Regions from separate parts of the Zea mays genome. Here region 1 is linked to region 2. The links are chromatin contacts, called in public Hi-C maps. All regions are on one chromosome and are shown on one strand. Each heading gives the region's core, a stretch centred on a gene start, on an enhancer-like site or on the middle of the called end of the contact. The rest is flanking DNA. Distances are from core to core; before and after follow the strand shown. Region 1 holds the start of LOC100281415 (heat shock 70 kDa protein 4). Region 2 holds the start of LOC100382685 (Putative DUF1664 domain family protein).

What was found. A called contact is a pair of places that touch in the nucleus more often than the background predicts.
Region 1: a contact with region 2 is called in a Hi-C map of ear, with 4 times the contacts expected there. The contact joins the promoter of LOC100281415 here to the promoter of LOC100382685 in region 2. A contact is called at or near these places in 2 of 25 Hi-C or Micro-C datasets (ear and tassel).

Annotation. Positions count from the first base shown.
Region 1 is chr8:91,799,297-91,802,871 of Zm-B73-REFERENCE-NAM-5.0, forward strand. LOC100281415 (heat shock 70 kDa protein 4) reads right to left here and starts at 1,629. Exons shown (of 10, transcript NM_001154333.2): 1 at 1,543-1,629; 2 at 50-1,278. The coding sequence starts at 1,219.
Region 2 is chr8:91,072,258-91,075,769 of Zm-B73-REFERENCE-NAM-5.0, forward strand. LOC100382685 (Putative DUF1664 domain family protein) reads right to left here and starts at 2,022. Exons shown (of 12, transcript NM_001175409.1): 1 at 1,843-2,022; 2 at 1,615-1,698. The coding sequence starts at 1,962. LOC109941413 (a long non-coding RNA gene) reads right to left here and starts at 1,570. Exons shown (of 2, transcript XR_002263964.1): 1 at 438-1,570; 2 at 1-358.

The DNA.
Region 1 (3,575 bases), core at 379-2,878, 730 kb after region 2:
CCATATTAGCTTAAAACAGATATACATAGGTAAGCTGAGGAGCTAATACCTGGAATTCTCGCACTTTGAAAGTGGGGCTGAGAATAGCACATTGAAGAGCGCATCCTCGCGCAACACACTCGCTTGCATTCATGGTACGTCTTGGTTCCTTCCCAAAAAAATCAGTAATTATCTTGATTATAGCCGGAACACGAGAACCAGATCCGACAACCTCAACAAAGTGCACATTTTCAGTAGTCAACCCAGCTTCAGCCAAGGCCTTCTCCAGTGGCCCTTTCACGCGTTCCAGCACAGAGGCACTGATCTGTTCAAACTCCTCCCTCTTGATAAAACCCCGCACATCCTTTTCATCCATCAAGCACTCAATGTTCAGTGGGGCCTCTGGGTTGGCACTCAGCACCTTCTTAAGTTTCTCACATGCCACACGCAACCTAATACATGCCCGCGCATTCTGGTACACATCAATCTTATATTCCTCTTTAAATTTAGCTGCAAAGTGCTTAAACAGGGCCTCATCGAAGTCCCTCCCACCAAGAGACCGGTCGTATGTATGGGACAACATCTTGAGCTGTCCCTTCCTGTAACCGACAACACTAACCTGCATGCTTGCATGACCGATATCGACAAATGCAACATTCAACTGGTCATTCTCTGGGAGATCAGTCTTATAAATACCATATGCCAGAGCAGTGGCTGTCGTCTCATGGAACAATCGCAATGGCCGGAGACCCGCAATAGTAGCAGCATCAAGAACAGCCCTGCGCTGCAGATCTGTGAAGTAGACCGGGATACCAATGCAACAATCAACAACTGCGGCATTCAGGTTACCCTCAGCAATGCCCTTCAAATTGGACAGCACCATGGCAAGCAGCTGGGTGGAGGTGAACGTCCGCTCCTCGCCCAGGTACCGTACATGGACCAGGGGAAAACCATCGGGGCCCTCCGTGACTCGGAATGGGAAGGAGGCGAGATCGCGCTGCAGCTCGGGATCTGAGAACTTGCGGCCGAGCAGGCGCTTAATCTGAGAGATGGAGTTTTTGGGGTTCATGGTGGAGGACGCGGCGCCGGCGGTGCCGATGAACCGCTGCTTGTCCCCGAAGCAAACGATGGCGGGTGTCTCGCGCTTGGACTCCTCGTTGAGAACCACGTCGATGCCACGCTGCCGCGCAACCGCCACGATACAGCTCTCATTGCCGAGGTCGAACCCCACCACGCTCATCTTCGATTCACACTAAGCTGCTGACCACTACAGCTTCAGATCTAGATCACAAGTAGTCACTGCATCGCAAAAGCCAGAGATCTACTGGTTAGGCAGGTCAGAGAAGCAACGGATTCTTGCGTGAATCTTAAGACAAGAACGCCGAAACCAAGAATTTTACGCATCAAAGCGAATAGTTATGAATTCTTCACCGAATGCAATGCGAACCCCAGCCGACGACTACAAACCCGCTGTCCCAGTCGACGGGTCCAAACCCGCCGCAAAAAAACATCTAAACATTAACCTAACAATCTAGTAAGGAGGCATGGAGAATCCGATCGTACCTTCAGAGGTGGAGATCGAGGCCCGTCGAAGCTCGTAGCGCCGCAACGGAAGTACGGGCAGGGCTTCCCCTTTGGCGAGAAGGGGAGAGCCGGAGAGGAGTGAGGACGCAGTGATATACGGTGTGTGCCGCGGATTGGCCAATGTAGACGAGAATCTTCTAGAACGTGGACGGGAAACCTCACGCCGGGGTGGGCAAAAAATTACCAAACCAAACACCACACGAACCAAACAACTTTTTAACTCTATTTGGTGTTAGGCATTTAACTCTATTTGGTATTTTGGTGTTAGGTATTTAGTACGGTTTTCAATATTCGCACATCAAATATACCAGAATACCAAAATTTAGCAAACCTATCCCTTGACGTCCAACAAGCAGTTCATATAAAGTCTTAAACCCTATACTCATATCATTTTAATTTTTTAAGAACTATTCAACATTAAATTGTTTATTCAATTTTATTAGGTACTTATTGATAAATTATCGTTATGTTCTTTATACAATTTTATGTTTGTAGTTTAATTTGCTACTTGTCTGGTGACTATGGTAATACCAAACACCAAACCAAAAAATCAAACACCAAATTGTGCAGTTTTTTTATTCCTGGACAAAAAGTTTGGTTTCCATTTTTCAAACACCAAACTTTTTTGACAACGAATAAACCGCAAAACCAATAAAACTGAATTCCTAGCAACGAACGCCATCTCCACCATAATGTGCATACATACGTGCAACGCACTGTAGACTATACTTAGGGATGAAAATGGACGAAAACGGACGGAAAAACCCATCTCCCATTTCCGTATACGCATTTTATCATCGGAAACGGGATCGGGTCTGGAATAGTCGGGAATGGAAATGGGAGCGGGATAAACGGAATTGCGAAAACGAACAGAAACGGAAATACTAACGGAAACTCATAATTTAATACAAATAGGAATGATATTGATGTTTGACTGGTGATTGATTGGCAGGATAATAACGTAAAACAAATAGATATAGAGAGACAACATTCTATTGTTGTTTGGTTGCTAAGAGCAACTCTAATAGTTATGTAAATTTTAGCTCTCTAAATCACAGATTTAAGAAATTGCTAAATAACTTTGGAAGTAAAAAAATGTGAGTTCTCCAATAGTTCTCTAAATATAGGTTGTAGTTTTGTTTTGTATCTATCCACATAAAAAATAAAGTCACAATGTCATCAATTACCTTCATTATCTACATAATGCAGTAAACATTTTTGTTTAGGGACTTTGCTAAATGGTTGCCAAATGTAGAGAGGAAATAAGGTTAGATGAGAAGTTGTTAAATTTAGAAAGTTCATTTAGAGAACTGTTGGAGATGAGTTTTTGTGTTAACTACTTAAATTGTTGATTTAGGAAGTCTGTTAGATAACTACTGGAATTGCTCTAATAGTGTACATTTAGCTACATCCGATGTTGTTTAAGACTTTAGACCACTTGTCATTGAAAAGAGCATATGGTTACAATGGCCATTTATGTTATAATTTGTCACCTAAAGACACGAGGCTTCAGTTTATATACTAATGCATATTAGGCTCGTCCCATATTTATCAAATACGGAATAAAATACGGGTTCAATCCAGATAAAAAACGGAATCCCGCAAAAACGGACGGAATAAACCCTCTATTGTTTCCGTCCTGTTTCCATATTTTTCGTAAATACGGAAACAGACGAGACAAATGTAGAAAACGGTTCGGGTCGAGGCGGGATTTTACCCGTCCGTTTTCAACCCTAACTATAATGTTTATAAGATGGAGTTAGTAATATGTATTGATTTAAATTGGTATACCTAAGTTCAACTGGTGTATGAGACATGTCTTCTTGTATTTGGTTCTTTCAATTGCTATCTTCTGTAAGGCATACCTTGTAGTTGTATCCACTAGGCATATATTTAAATTTTCTTTCAATTGGTATTCTTTACTGAGTTCAATTGATATATGTATGCCTTAGTTGTCTGTGTTTAGTCCCCACTGCAGCACTACGGGGTAGTCCACGTAGTGCTTTTGGAAG
Region 2 (3,512 bases), core at 772-3,271:
GCGAGGCTCATGGCGACGAACAAGGATTGGGGATTGTGGATCTCGACATCGAGGCTGAGCGGCGGTTGGAGGCCTGCAGTGGAGAGTTGGACATGTTGCGTCTTCGTGAGATGGCTCGCGCGTGGCAAGAGGGCTTAAAAGCGGTCCTGGTAGTCCACCACCGAGCCCGTTTGGCGGCATGCAGTAAGCTCGCGGAGCGGGTTTGTACGCAGAGGGGTCCAAAGTGCAGGTACAGGTGTTCGGAGAAGCGGCGCCATGATGGAGCGCCCTCATCTTGCTGTATTTGGATAAATTACAGTTGGGCGATGTCGTCGAGATTGTAGGAGGCCATCCACACGCATTCCTCGTCGATGATGCGCTATTGATGGAAGTAGGACTCACGTCAATTAAGGAACACCAATGGATCAGTTTTGCCATAATATTTTAGGAAGTCCAACTTCTGGAACCGCGGGGGGTCGATCCTGGTGATGATCGTCGGTGTGTTGTCCCTTCCCGTCCAGGGCAGAGGACTCGGTTCGGCGGTCCTGCTGGAGTTCGGCGACCGAAAGCTTGAGGGATTCCACCGTTGCTGCAAGGGATTGGATGATGGTGACTAGGTCGGATGTGTTGGGTTCCGCCATAGCAGAGATTGATGAGGCTACATCGGATGGTGGTGAAGAGATGGATTTGGGTGGCAGAACTGGTGGGATGGCCTGGAATCTGAAAAATAGAAATAGTGTGGCTATTTAGCGCTAAAGCTATGACATTTAGAAGAGCTAAATCGGGCTATAACGGTTGTAGCTATAATAGCATCTAAAAGTGAAATATCGTAGCTTTAGGTCCTCCAAAAGGCTATAGGCCGCTATTTTAAACCTTGTTCTACATTCAAAAGAAGTGCAAAAGAGATAATTCACTTAATGAAGAAAATGTGGAGGCAACAATCCAAAGATTATTGTAGCACTGTACACTTTCGGGACCATCGACAAGTACAGATATAAGAATTTGTTTCTATGGTCATGATATTTGGTTGAGACAAGCATGTAATTGAAAAGAACAGTATTAGAAGAGAAGTGCATAAGTGCAGTGATAGATTGACATAGAACTGTGAGGCCCCTATTGATATTGCACAATAAATTAATGAGCCCAAAAAACTTGGGAAACATTATATACATGATCAAAAGCCTCAACTTGCCAATTTGCAATGGACACTGCACCAAAGGAGGAGCGACCACTAGAATAACAGAAAACAATCTCAGCATATCGAGGTGTGTAACCAGTTTTTTTATCTCGCATAGTTGTTCTCCCCTGATATTTTTGCACATTTTTTAAAAAAGAAAAAGAAAAGAGACTTCTAAGGATAGAATTGCCAATTTGCCATTGGACCATTGCAACACAGTATCAACAGCAAAACAATCAGCATGGGCATAGAATTAAATCACATACACCAATCCGCATGCATGATGTATTCTACTTTTAAAACTGAGTGTTGATAGAATCCAGTGTAACAAATGGAAATACGGGGACATTACACAATGTCCATCCTGAACCTGAACTGAATTATTCTTAGGCAGTAGTAAGTAGTATTCACACAGCAAACTACTCACGTGGAGAGCAGTGCAAGGACATCACACGCACCTGCGAGGTAAGAGCCTCGTTGAGATCGGTTTCCCCGTCTCCCCCTCCTCCATCCTTCACCTTCTTCCCCTTGTCGAGTATCTCCTGCAAAGAGACGTCATGAATCATCAGAAACAAAGCATCTGGAATTCTGAATCTCCACGGTCCCTCACTGGATAAGGACCCTTGGGATCACATACCGCCGTTAAGGCGCAAGAGCGCAGTCCGCGGTCAGGATACGCGACGCACCTGGAGCTCGCCGAGGATCTCGGCGAGGCGGCCGTTGCGGAGGACGACGGAGCCGGCAACGCCGGCGCCGACGAGGATAACGACCCGGGTAAGGCCCATGCCCGCCTGCACCAGCGCCATGGCTGCACGCCCGCCTCGTAGGGAGGTAGCGGCGAAGAAAACCCTAGCTCAAGGCCCGTGGAGTTGAGCGCGTGGCTGGTCTGACGAGGGCGCGCGAGGAGGTAGAGAGAGAAAGAGAAAGGTTAGGCCGTGAGGGTGGGGCCTATTGTCAGAGCCGGTTCCCCTGCTCTGACGAAGACGACCGCCTCAGACTGACTGCAACGCATCACCCTTCCCCTCCCCTACGCTATTACTGTTCATCGGATAGGGGCTGCAGTCTCCCCCTTTCTCCCGCAGCGGCGAGCGCTACCCTCTCCCCTCCCTCGCGACACTCTTCTCTCACGCCAGATGCAGGGGACTACTGTAGCCGCCCCCTCGCCTCCTTCGCGCGGACGCTGTCGGCCGCGCCAGACTACGGAAACTTCGCGTTCCACCTCGCTTCGCCTCGACCCCTCCGCGGACGGACGATTTTGCGCGGCGACGCGACAGCGGATCTACCATCGCCCGGTGGAGTCGGCCCCGGCCCCCCTCGGTTGCGCAGAAGAGGAGGTCGAGTTGGTCACCACGCACAGCCGTTCGCGACCGAAGAGGACTCCAATCCGCTTCCAGCGACGAACGTCGCGACCGATTGGTTTGCTTCAATCTCCGACAATCGACGGCGCCATCAGATCCACACGGACACGCTACGATTCGGCGTGCTGGGCACTACATCTCCCCTTCTTAAGGTATTTCCTTTCATCAACCACGCGAAATCATTAGTTATTTGACGATTGATTTACAACACCACTCGTATTTTGCTTGGATTCGCCGTCTTGCGGCCGAGATCCAACCCTACTAGAGGTATACCATCTTGTACCCCGTCAAATGAAAACTTCATTCAGGATATATGTACATTCGCACTGGTTTTGTTCAAAATTCGTAGTTTTTGTTGCCAAGCCCATAGGAGTTTAGCAGATCCACACTTGTCGTTCGAGGTATGAACTTGTTACGTTGTTCATCCTCCGATTTAGGCGCCTGGTGTACCAAACTTTGTCTGTTCCACGTGATGGAAATACACGAACAACAGTAAGCCTAACATTAGCCATGGCAGCAATTCTATTTCCCCAGTGTTGTTCATTGGACTGTTCTTGATGTTTTTAAACTGAAGACAATGTATTTCTGGCATTTATGTGGAATGTTACCCTTTCGTACTATATGAGTATGCACCAATATAAGCCATTACACTGAATCACTTATTTTGTCACAATTCTTTGTGCTTGCATGGAGTACACGTATGTTCATGAGTACACTCACTAAATTTCATGACATGTTAAATTACTTATGACTTCGATTATGTGCCAGATCATGTGTCTGGCACAACTTGTGTTTGACTATGATTATCTGGCTCATTATGTAATGTTCAAGACTTGAACTTGTCTTTCTGTCATGACATTAGTTCTATCATTTCTATCTGCACGTACTAGTTTCCTTTCTATTTCTGTGCCATACACTTCCCTTACCTTGAATTGTGTATAAAATGTTCTTGCTTTCGTTCATTCACATGTACCTGCCAACAATTATATAACTCATAT